2 separate regions of the Rattus norvegicus genome follow, and region 2 is linked to region 1. A link is a contact called in public Hi-C data. All regions are on one chromosome and are shown on one strand. The core of a region is the stretch at or near the end of the contact, and the rest is flanking DNA. Distances in the headings are between cores, read along the strand shown. Region 1 has its middle 230 kb from the start of Rybp. Region 2 holds the start of Rybp (RING1 and YY1 binding protein).

Region 1 (6,311 bases), core at 1,776-4,275:
GCCTATCTCAACAGAAGCAGATCCCAAGACTGACTCAAGAGTAATGGTTTCTGGGCCCTGAGCCCTACTTCCCCCAGGGGGAAAAGGAGGAGGACACAGTGGCCTCTGGTCCTAGCCAGAGGCCTCTGTGGACAGGAGGAGCTAATTCCCATGGAAGAAGCTCTCTGAGATGCTCTCCCAGTTATAAGGGGATGGTGGATACACACTCTGCCATATCTATCCTTGCTAATCAATTAGCAATGTCTGTGAGGCACGAGCCATCCCCTTCTGAATTCATAGGCAGCGAGGCATTCTGGATCCTAGGAGAGAAACATCCTGAATATGCAGAGCTAACTGTGACATTTGTTGGTAGAATGTGGCTATAGTGATACTATGAAAATACCTTTTGACCCCCAGCTACTAAACCTTTGGCAGTCCTTACAGCAAAGTCAGCACACCTTGAAAACATCTAGGAATATGTACTTAGCCTGCTATCCTATTGTGTGTTCCCCCTGCTTTAGTTTCTCCTGCCTACAAGAAATCAATGTAAGCGATGTTACTTGCCTTGGGTCTCCCATGGGAACATTTTTCTCACAGCCTAAGCTAATGCATAGCTTTACTCTCAAGTTCTGGGCCTATCCATGCCCCGGATCCAGGGTAATGTACATTTGCAAGTGTATATAGTCACAAAGGCAGCCAACAGGTTGGAAGCGATGTCATAGAACGAACATCTACCATAAATGTTGGAAGCAACCTGACAGGGCTTGCTAATGCGTGCTTGCAGTACCCAGTGCTTTTGGGTCACCTGGAGTCTGTAAAGTTACCGTTCCCCTTGCAAAACTCAGCTAAAGATTTCCATAAAGAAGTGTCATAGCCCTTTCCCATGCCTTATTTTCTGTGCTGCTCAATAACTACAGAGCAAAGCCCTTTACTCGGGACAGACAGACATAGGGAGAGTCAGACATCAGGTAGCAGTCAGGCAGGGGCAGGCACAGGTATGTATAATAGACTACAGATATCCCAGTACACAGACAGCAGATAGACGGAACATACAGAGGTGAAGAATTGAAATTTGGATTCACCCTTAGTCAAATTAATCTAAGAGGAAGTCTGTATTTTCATTCCTTACTGTGACAGGGCTGTGTTTTGGTGCCTCTAAGATATCTGTACTTCGAGATGAGGGTTGTGGTAGGGCTGGCAGAGTCTGGCAACCCATGGTGGGCTGTTGATACAGATCCCAACATATCCTTTCTGGTGAGGGAGGCAGAGGCAATGACAAGGATGTGACCATTTGTTGTTGCAGAAACACGAGCAGCAGAGAAGATAGGGCCAAGTTAGGTCACATGGCTCCTTTGATTCTGTGTGTGTGTGTGTGTGTGTGTGTGTGTGTGTGTGTGTGTGTGTGTGTGCGCGCGCGCGCGCAGGCTGTAAAAACCTTAGTCACTGTGTGGTAGCTTGAAACAGTGGCCCCCAGAGGCTCAGGGGTTTGACTATTTGGTCCCAGTTGATAGCAATGTTTGGGAGGTGTGGCCTTGCTAGAGGAAGCATGCCATTGGGTGCGGGTGGCGAGGTTTCAAAGCCTCTGTCATGCCTTCCTGTTTCCTGCTTGCAGTGAGAATATATTTTCTCTTGACTGCTCTATGCTTTCTTACTATGATGATTGGGGTGAGGAGGTCATCTTTTTGGAAACATAAAGCCAATTATAAACCTTTCCTTCTAGAAGTTGCCTTGGTCACAGTATTTTATTACAGCAATAGACACCCTAACTAATAAATATTGCTCAGTGGTAGAGCATCTGCCTAACAGGCACAGGCCCTGGGTCCATTCCCAGTACTACGAAACAGTGGCTAAAATGTCAGTCATCAAGTTTAATGTTATGTCAAAGCAATCCTTAATCAATCTCTCCCTCTCTCTCCCCCCCTCCCTTCCTCCATCCCTTCCTCCATCCCTCCCTCCCTCCCTCCCTCCCTCCCTCCCTTTACAAGATGGTTCAGGAAGGAAAGGTGCCTCCCTCCAATCCTGATGACCTCAGTTCTACCCCTGAGACCCATATGGTTGAAGGGAGAACTGGCTTCCACAAGCTATCCTCTGACCTCCATAAGTGTGCAGTGACATATGTGGAACCAAACACATCCACAATAAAATCAACACAAACGCAAAACTTCTCCAAAAGGAAATTTTAAAGAAGTTGAAATAAGGTCAGAGTCTGATCTTACATATGCACGATTGGTCCTCACTCAGTCACCTCAGTGGTAGACTCTGTTAAAGTGTGTGTGTGTGTGTGTGTGTGTGTGTGTGTGTGTGTGTGTGTTCACGTTTTACAGGTGTGTGGGTATGGAGGCTCAGCTGTCGTTCCACAGGTGCTGTTCCCTTTTCCTCTGAGACAGGGCTTCCATTGATCTGGAGACCACTAAGTAGGCTAGTGGCCTATTGATTGCTATAGCCGACCAGCCCAAGCATCTGCCTGTTTTCACCTCCCAGCCCCATGCTTCCACGCCCACCTCCTTATATGCGGGCTATGGGGATCCAACTCAGGCCCTCACACAAACTGACAAGTGCTTTACCAATTGGGCCACCTCCTCAGCCCCTCCTGAAATATTTGATCAGTCAAGAGAAAAAGACAGACTGACTGACTGACTGACTTCTAGAACTCCACTCTCCTATTTTTTTCCTTGGCCATTTCCAGCCACAACTGACCTTGAAGCCTGAGAAATCCAACCTAGAAGGGGCAGCCCCTCCTCTTATCCCCTGTCCCTCCTCTGACCTCCTGACCCCACATTTCCACCACCCTTCCTCCATCTTCCCTCCTGGCAGGGCAAAGAGTTCCCTCAGGAGCCCATAGCCATTTGTAGGCTTCACGAATGGGTTCCAGAACAAGTCAGCTAAAGCTTTTAGCAACTGAGACTCTGGCTTCCTGGCCCTGATCAGGAGTGGCCGGCCAACTGCTCATGTTATTTCATAGGCCTCTGGGGTCAGGTTGACCTGACCAGGCTCCAAGAGCACAGAGCCAATCACCAAGTAATCCAAGCCAGCTTGTTGAAGCCCAGCCACAGTGACCCTTGTCTCTCAGACACTGGGGCCCCTGCCAAGCACTGTCCTCGGTGGAGTGTGCATGCTGCGGGCCTGGCAGCTGGCCTCTTTCCCAGTAGGCTGCTTCAAAGCTCATCAGGGATCCGGTGCCAGGCAGATGCATGCTGCGGCTCAATATTAGGATTCGAGATTGGCAAATGTACCCAAGGAAGCCAGAGAAAGCTGAACCATCACCTCTTTGCCTGGGGAGACAGCGTTTCCCATTGCTTTGGTGGAAATCAAAGGGAAGAATGAGATTCTCTTTCATTCAAAGATACCATGCTGAGTGGCACTTTCTTGGAGGGAAGTGCTGGTTCACACCAGCCTGAACAAAATGTCCCCAGTGTGACAGAGTCATTGGCCACTGTGGATTCTATAGCTAGCACTTAGATTGATGTCTGCACCTTTGAGGGTTTTTTCCATAGAAATTTAAGGCACAGGGAAGTATTCTCCAGGCCCAGGGGACTAGCACAGGGCACTGATATGGTGGTGGCTTTCTTTTTCTTCTCTGTCACTGTGGCGTCTTGCCCCTTCTCTCTGATGAACAGCACGAGCTCACCAAGGCAGAAGGGTAGAGCACAGATGGGGAATTCTTCAACATTCGCAAGGGATCATCAGTATTTCTCCAGAAACAGAGGAATGCCCATGGCTTGGATGCTATGGTCCATGGGCATGTGAGGCAAGAGGCTTTGGTCCATTGACCTTTATAAGATAGAGGCTTGGTACACAGTCATGAGTAGGTGGCTTAATGTATCTCCTACTGAGCTGGTGGTCCTTACACAAGTGATCTAACCTCTTTGAGACCCAGTTTCTTCAACCATGGATGAAATGGAACAGTACCTACTACACACCCTCGCTGTGGCAGCCGAATGAGGCTGTCTCCTGGTGTCACAGTACCTGACAAAGAGTAAACACTTAATGAAAGCTGTCTTTCACAATTACTAATGGAAAATCCAGCCTGGAAACTCCACAGTAAATGCCTTTTCTGTTTTCCCGAGGGCTTCTCCAGCAAGCCCATAACTCTGGGTCCTGGTGAAACACCTGCAGTAAACGTTTACAAGCGTGATGTATGGGCTGCATGCTGAACCCATGGAGATAGAGGGGGAGCTGAAGATGGATAGCTCCTTACCCCAAATCCCTGCCCCATTTGCCACTCTCCGCTCAGCCCACCTCCCTTCTCTATACTGGCTGTGTCCTGGCCCCTGCACAAGCCTACTCCCCAGGGGAAGGTGCATACAAAGTGTTGAACAATTGCCATCTGTTGTTCATGGATGGGAAGGCTTTAAGTGGGAAGCTGCTATAGTCTACTATGGGCTGAGTATCTCACCCAGAGGTTTGTGTGCTGGGATGCCAGGTCTCTCAGGCGGGGTCTTGTCATGAGTCCTCAGGTACCCTTGGCAGGGATTGATGTTGGTCTCATTAGTAGGCAAGTTCTCACATGAGCAGGTGATCATACAGCAAAGTGATTCTGCCTGTGTCCCTAGTTCCATTTACAGTAGAACTGCTTCCTTTTCCTTGCTTGCCAGGCTTGGAACAATCAAAGGGACTCTGGCTAGGAGGTCAGTACCATAAGTAGAGATGCTATCCAATCACCAGAATTATGTCATATAAAATCAGTCTCTCTCTTTCTCTCCCTCTCCCTTCTCCTACCCCGTTCTATCCCCCTTTTCTTCTTCCTCCCCCATCCTTTCTCTGGGATAGAGTTTCTCTATGCAACAGTCCTGGCTGTCATGGAACTTGCTTTGTGAACCAAGCTGGCCTTGAACTCTCAGAGTTCTGCCTGCCCCTGCCTCCTGAGTGCTGGGATTAATGGCATTGTACCACCATGCCTGGCCCAAATCTTTTTAATTTTGTAAGTTCCCAGCCTGGGGCCTTTTGTTATAGCAACTGGAAAGGGACTAATACAAATGTCTGCAGGTAAGCTTTGGTTGGGAAATGGGTCATTGAAGAGGAGGGAAAGCGGCAGGAGTGAGTGTACCTGTGGGATAGGTGGGCTCTGTCTTAGTGGTGCCTTCCAGAAGATACTGTGGATCATACCCCAGAGCAGCCTTATCCAAGAGAAGAAAGCTGGGAACAGGGCCACTTAATTCTGGTAATCACAGCTGAGAAAGGCTACTCCAGACATATGTATCCTGTGTCCTGAGCCAGAGGTGATTAGATCTGGGAAGCCATCAGCTATAGAAAGGGAGTGCCGAGACAAGGCTTGTGATTGACAGGGTCGGCCATACCTTCCTAGTGCTACATATGACAGGCGGATTCTGTTTTTTTTTTTTTTTTTTGGTTCTTTTTTTCGGAGCTGGGGACCTAACCCAGGGCCTTGCGCTTCCTAGGTAAGCGCTCTACCACTGAGCTAAATCCCCAGCCCCGCGGATTCTGTTTTATTGTGCTGCCTCAGGAGTGTGGTGGTTTCTGTGCTTAGGGCTGTGTGATTTCAGCTGCCCAGACGTATCTACCCACTAACTAACTGACTCCCAAAAGACATCGGGGATACATTCTAGGGCTTTCTCCCTTTGAAGAGTCAACAGGATGGGCAGGCTTGGCTTCTGCGTAGCAAGCTTGAGCTGAGAACATCAGATCTTTCCTGAGCAGCGTAGAACCACTGCTTTGGGGAAAGGGTTGAGCTGACATCTGGAAAGGGAAAGAAACCACAGGGTAGATGCTGCTGTCTTGTGGGCACCAGGGCTGTGATCCAGGGATCACACCATAATCTAGGCTTTTCTGTGCCCCCATCCCTACCCATGTGGTGTGTGTATGTGTGTGTGCATGTGTGCGTGTGTGTGTGTGTGTGTGTGTGTGTGTGTGTGTGTGTATCACTCTCACCTTGTTTATTGATACATGGTCTTTCAGTGAACCTGGAACTCACTGATTCAGCTAGGCTGGATCTGTCCATAGTTATCTATTTCTGCAGCTATGGGACGTAAGAGTGTATCACCATGGCAGACTGTTTAAAATGTAGGTTCCAGGGATTGAACTCAGGTCCTAGTGCACATAAGGCAGGAACTTTATTGATTGAGCTATCTCCTGCTTACCTTCCTAGCTGGCATGCTTTAAGCTGCCAACAGGGCACTAGCTCAGCAGTCCTCACATTGATCACGCTAATAGCTGAGAGGCCTTACTCCAGAGAAGATCCCAAATATAGCTAGCAACAATACAGTTAGACTCAAGGCTTCTTGACTCAGAACCCACAGTTGTAAAGTACCTACGTGTTGCCCAGGTTCTTTGTAATCTGGAGAGTTGTGTGCAGTAATGCGGTGGTAAACTGG
Region 2 (6,311 bases), core at 2,706-5,205, 230 kb before region 1:
GTTATCCACATATGCCCTGGGTCCTTAAGGGAATCCTGCTGTCTCTTCTCAGTTCCTGAGACACTCCAGGTGGTTGGTTGTTCCCTCCAAGAAACAATTTTCTCTGGCCCTCTAAAGGGACATTCTGTACAAAGAAGGGCATTAATCGTTAGCCATTACAATTGAAATCTCAACCTTTCTAAGTCTCTATCCTTCTCAGCTGGCTTTTCCAGTCACCTGTTGACACTGTTTTTTCCCCTCCTCCTCCCTTCAATCGCACTGGCCCTTGGAAGGTTCATTAAGGCCATTGTGATCTCAGTGCCCTAACTCCTTCAAGGATAAGATGACTGGGTAGAGTTGGGAAAGTAACCTACATTAGAACTGGTGGCCGCCTGAATGCACTTTGAGAAAATCCACTACCATTCACTATTGCCATTATTCCATTAAAGTTGGGATAAGCAGGAGTGGGGCACACATCTGTGATCCCGCAGTTGGGAGGTAGGGTTAGGAGGTTCATGAGTAGGCCAACCTCAGCTACATGAGACCCTATCTGAAAAACAGCCCCCCCCCAAAAAAAAACAAAGACAAAACAACAAAGAAGGAATACTGAAACGAGCCAATCATTTAAGAGAAGAAAAAAATGTCAAGAAAATAATCCCAAGTGAAAAATAGTTCTTCCTGGGGCTGGAGAGAAGGCTGAGTGGCTGGGAGCGCTGGTTGCTAGCTCTTCCAGAGGACCTGGGTTCAGATCCCAGTACCCACAGAGTTGTTCACTCACAGTACCAGAAGATCAGTGCCTCTGTGGGCACCAGGCAATTATGTGGTGCATCTGCATGCATGCAGGCAAGGCACCCATCCACATAAAATAAAATTAAAAAATCTTTAAAAAATAGTTCTTCTAAGACCCATCTGTTGGTGGTAGTTTCTTTGGGCATAGGGAAACATTTTCATGTCTAGCCCTCACTGTCCTCAGTTCACTGTAAACCTCAGCCTAGACTGCCAGTGGAGACTCAAACCATTAGGGCGACATGGGAGGGCCTGGGGGAAACCTTGAGGTACTTGGAGACAGGCTTGCTTCTCCCATTTGTTTATCATGCCTTTATTGGGTATTTTCAGGTTCAGAGTTTCAGTGTCTGAGTATTTAGGCTAGCCCAGTTTGAGGGTAGCAGTAGAAAATTTTAAGAGAAGAGCAAGCTACAGTGACAATTTTCAAGACCCTTTCTTTGGAATATACCAGTGGTCTCCATCCGCCTGTCTGTCTATCTATTTATCCTATTCTATCTATCTATCTATCTATCTATCTATCTATCTATCTATCTATCTATCTATCTGAGTCAGGGTCTATTCAGCCCTGGCTGGCTTCAAGTTCAGGCCAGACTAGCTTCTAATTCAGAGATCCACACGACTCTGCTGCTGGGTGTTGGGATTGAAGTGGGGCCGCACCACACTTGCTGTCCTTTCTTTCCTGAGCTCAAGTGTAGGAGCCAGAGGACGAGGGAGGGGCTTTCACCTCTTACTTGCAATGTTTGAAGGAAGATCTGCAGGCTACCCAGCTCAAGTCATGGAGCATGAGCCCCCAAATCTAGGGGTGGGGTGTTCCTGGAACTAGAAAGACACTTCTGATGGAATCTCATTTCCCACAACTGAATAAAATCAGAATTCCTGAGACAATAGTGGAATAAGAATCTGCTGTCTCTTAGTAAGTTCCTAGAAATAAATGAGCTCTTTTGAAAAGGTAACACAAGACGAATGCGCACACACACCCCACAAAAGACATCCTGGAAAAGGTGTCCTAAAGATAAAGGATGGTGTGGTTGCCATGGGATGCTACCAGATTAAGCAAAGAAAGGGGTGTGAACTTGGATGCAGGCAACAGAATGGAAGAATATCAAAGAAAGTCTGCCTATTCAGAAGTGTCAGCCAGGGGCTGAGAGTGTAAGTCAGAGGCAGAGCTTGCCTACCATGATTCCATCTCTACCACAGAGAGGAAAACGTTCCGCCCAGGCATACCAAATGACTCTAGGGATAGTTCATGAAGAGACAAAACTGATGTTGGCTGACCAAAGTTGAAGTAAAGTGATTGCCTTGGTTGGAGGCTAGGCAGGTTGGAGGATGGTGAAAAGAACACCCTTACCTACATGGTGTAGACAAGGCCATGACTAATCTGCACTGAGGTGCAAGACTGAAGTTTGTGTTTTACTTCTACATAAAAAATAAAGTCAGTCTCCTTCCTATGACCTGTGGATCCCACCTACCCTCTCTTGACTTCGGGGAGATCATTTATTCTTTTTACTTATTCTTTGCATTTGCCCAGTGCTTGGGAATCAAACCCAGGACCTCCTGCTTGCTAGGCAGGAACTAAGCTGCATCAGTTCCTTCAGTGGTTCCCTGCCTCCCCCTCCAAAGAGATTTTTTTTTTTTTTTTTTTTTTTAAATGCACCAGGGGCAGAATGCTGGAAATACTCCAAGCCGACCCTAGGGGCCAAGGCTGCTGGCCCAGGGCCATGCCTTGACATGCACATTCCTTGGTTATCTCTGGCCCCTTTGCCCCTGGGACTTCATCCTTCCTCCTCTTCCTCCTTCACTCCTAAGAAGTAAGTGGCCCAGGTCTCAGAGGTTGCTGACCCTTGCTGAACACTGTAGCTGGCCCTCCTGGGTGTGCCTGCCTGGAGGACATCTAGTGCTGATCAAGTTTATCTTAGTCACAGAGCCTCCCTCTGTTATTCTCTCCCTTCAGATCCCAGGACTTCCTGCTTTCTGGCTCTCCTGGAACTTCAGTGGGTCTCCCGCTTTGCTCCTCTCCCTAGAGCCAGTCCTGATAACTACCTACTTTGAGTTTGCAAGTCAACCAGAGCTCTTGCTCTTATCGGTCCCCCACACCCCATCTCTGCCCCCACCTTTTAGCATCACCTATTGGTCCTGTTTCTCGCCCCTCCGCTCCCGACCTGGGGCTTCCTTTAATCGTAAGACATTCCCCCACTTGGTTCCTTGTAGTGCCTGGGGGTAGAGGGTCCTGAGTCACAAAACCCTGTAGCAAGAGCATGCTTGGAGCAAGGCAGAAAGTGAGGGGTACCAATTTTCTCCCAATCTCAGACGCCGGAGGGAACGGAGTCGGGCCCTGGTACTTCCTAAGTGCGGGGTACAGGTTAGAGTGCTTTTCATCCACCGTGCCCTTCCTGGGAGGAGCGTTAGGAGCCTCATTTCGCAGAGGCAGGAACCGCGACACGAGGTTGGAAAGCGGGCATGTGGTCGCTTGGATCTGAACAGCAACTTCCCCGGGGAAACGCCCTATTTCGGCTGCGGGGGCCCGAGGCTGCGCCACACCCTCTCCAGAGTTCCCTCCGGCGCCCCGGCTCAGGAGGGTGCAGGTCTGGCTGCCGCCCGAGAGGGCCGCTTGGGGAAGACAGCCACAAAGCCCCTCGTGGCAGAAGCGGCAGTGCGGGAGACGCGGGCCTCGAGGCGCAGCCCCCCGCGGCGCGCGCAAACTGCGCGGAACTACTTCAGCGGAGCCGCTGCGGGGCCAGAGTCCCAGCGTCGGCCGCACAGGGCTCCGCAGCGAGTGGGGGCCGCCACAGAGCCACGGGGGCCCGCGGGCACGGCCACGTGCTCCCTGCCGGGCTCGCACGCTCAGACGCGCCGGGGCCGCGGGGGCCACCGGCAGGCACGCGCGCCCCCCGCGCGCACACACACTCCCGGGCACGCACGCCGGCCGCCCCGCCCCCCCGCGGCGCCACGCCCTCCCGCGCGCTACGCCACGCCCCCGCGGCGCCGGTCGTCGTCCTCTTATTGGTTGCCCGGTGTATGACGCGCGGCGCCCGGCCCCGCCCCTCGTCAGTCACTCGGCGGAGGCGGCGCTGGCGGGGACTAGTCTCGTCCGGAGACTGGCGGCGGCGGCAGCGGCGGCGGCGGCGGCGGCGGCGGCTGGAGCTCGAGCCCAGCGGCGGAGGGCGGGCGGGCGGCGCGGGAGGGCGGGGGCCGCTCCGCGACGCTGCGGACCGCGCTTCTCCTCTGAGCGGAGGCGCGCGCAGCTGTGGGGCGCCGGGGGCCAGCCCGTCCATGACCATGGGCGACAAGAAGAGCCCGACCAGGTACCTGCCGGGCGCCGAAGGGGCGGAAGGGGAGGGCGGCCGCGGCGGGCGGGGACACCGGCGACTAGGCCGGAGCGGCCGCGCGGGGGAGGCGCGCTAAGATGGAGACCCGGGGGCGGAGGGAGGCGGTGTCGCTCCGCTCGGGCCGGCGGCCGTGCGCGCCGCAGCCATGGCGGCTCCTCCTCAGCCGCCCTCCGCCGTCGCCGCTCCGCCCAGACAAAGGGAGATTTAACCAGGTGGGGCGGGCGGGAGGGCGCGAGCAGGGGCGGGCAGCGCGCGGCGCCGGCCCCCTCCGCGCCGCCGCCCGGCCGTCCCGGCTGCTCGCCGCCTTCGGGATCCGGCCCGCGGCCCGCGCCGCGCCCCCGCCGCCCCGCGCTCGCGCCCACGAGTCGGCCCGCTTCCTGCGCTCGGCGCGGCCCCGCGTGAGCCGTCGCCGCCGTCAGGCGCTCGGTGCCCGGGGCCGGAGGGGGCGCCCGGCTCCGCGTTGCCGGTCGGCCTCTCGCCCCAGTGCCCGCCAGTGGGGTGGATGGGTGGTCGCTGCGAGAAGTTTCCAGCGTCGGATTCCTGTGAATTGACGACGGCTTACCAGCGTTTGTTTTCTCTTCTCTATTCTCTCCTCGGTTCTCCACTCCTCGGAAGGCCAAAAAGACAAGCGAAACCGGCTGCAGACGAAGGCTTTTGGGATTGTAGCGTCTGCACCTTTAGGAACAGCGCCGAAGCCTTTAAATGCAGCATCTGCGATGTGCGGAAAGGCACCTCCACCAGGTACTGGAAGACCTGTGCTAGCTTTTGTTGAAATACTTGTTTTGGCTTTATTTATTGTGCGGAGAGGGGAGTGAGTCGTACTTTCATTATTATTGATCGCCCTCTTGCCAACTTGTTGATTACGACCCTTAGCATTTGGGGATGGGCGATGTGGTTGGGGTTGCGTGCCATTTCAAGTTGCGTTCAGTGCCTCGTGCTAAAATAAAGGATTTATGGGAGGGATTTTCCCCAGGTTTTCCTCTTGTTTCAGACATTGGATTTATTTGACATTTGCATCCTTTGGCTTGTTGCTATTGGCTCCCACCGGGGAGAGAGAGGAAGGGAATAGTGATGGATCATAGGACATTGGACATTTTGGTATTTGTTGTGTGCAGAGTAGTTTTAATTTGTCCAGAATTAGTTTTTTCCTGAGTTTAATGGTGGTATGGTGGTACAATAAGACTGGGTCGTGCCTTTTGTCTGTCTTGGGTTGGAAATATCTCTTTTTTGCACTTGAAGATACATCCTGGAGGGTTGGAAAAAGTGTATTTGTGGGGCAAGGGGCCTGCTGATGTGTCTTTTGTTAGTAGCTTATGTAGAATGGTGTGAGATGTTGAGGTGAATAGACTTAAGTTAGTGTTAATGGCTTTGTGTTAAAACATTGAAAGGGATTCGTTTATATTAAGATGAGAGTGGTTAGCTGCATGTGGTAGCAAATGAGTTCGAACTATTTGTAGAGTAACATTAAAACTAGTTCTATAGTCCTGCAGCTGTTTTAAACTTTGATTTAGAATTTCTGTTTCGAAGAGTTAGGTTATGGCGTTCTTGCTCCCATTTAAAGGGACTGTATTTAGAGCACATAAGAAAGTGAGAGTTAGCTTAGGACTCATCAGGCGTCCAGGTTGAAGGCTAAATGTTTCATTACAGCAGGTGCTTGCTTTTGAATTGGCAGCATACCATTGTGACTAGTTCCACCTGGATGTTCTGAGCGAGGTGCCTTGTCAGGGTCTAGTTGCTTTACTTACATCTGGGATTAAGGAGGCTTCAGCTGTAAGTCTTAATTGGAATGAATTGCTCCAGTTACTGGGGAATTTTGTGAATTTCACTATTAAGAAATGAGACCTTTGAATCAAAACTCAAGAACTGAAGTTTATTTCCCTGTAAGTAGTTTTGTTTTTCTACTAAAATGGCATCTCACTATATTTAGAGCTAATCTGGAACCACAATCCTGTTACTCAGCCTCACTGCACCCAGCTAGTAGGATTTTTTTTTTATATATATAAGTAAATTCACATTAGTTTTTTGTATCATACTAGATTTAGTTAAGTGGAAAACCCATTTCTTAGGATTTGTTCTGCTGTCTAAAATCGGAGATTCCATCACACAGCATGAAAGTTTAGAAATGTATTTGTTACTTTAAATCAATAGTGACTATATTATTTATGAGTAATGTTTTTTACATGTAGAATCCCGCTGAGGCCAAAGCTCTTTATTGTGGTT

What was found. Hi-C and Micro-C count contacts between places; a contact is called where the count stands out from the background.
Region 2: a Hi-C map of kidney shows a contact between it and region 1, with 2.6 times the contacts expected there. The contact joins the promoter of Rybp here to the enhancer-like site in region 1. A contact is called at or near these places in 2 of 12 Hi-C or Micro-C datasets (kidney and liver).

The regions. Positions count from the first base shown.
Region 1 is chr4:134,252,850-134,259,160 of GRCr8, reverse strand. No RefSeq gene overlaps it. Among named protein-coding and RNA genes, the nearest start is that of Rybp, 230 kb to the left of the region's middle. Within about 2 kb of position 3,025, at least 33 of the 93 cell types and tissues checked have an H3K27ac peak or open chromatin away from gene starts, as enhancers often do. A contact at or near this core is called in kidney, where this site is marked.
Region 2 is chr4:134,482,376-134,488,686 of GRCr8, reverse strand. Rybp (RING1 and YY1 binding protein) reads left to right here and starts at 3,955. Exons shown (of 5, transcript NM_001399600.1): 1 at 3,955-4,067; 2 at 4,707-4,832. The coding sequence starts at 4,036.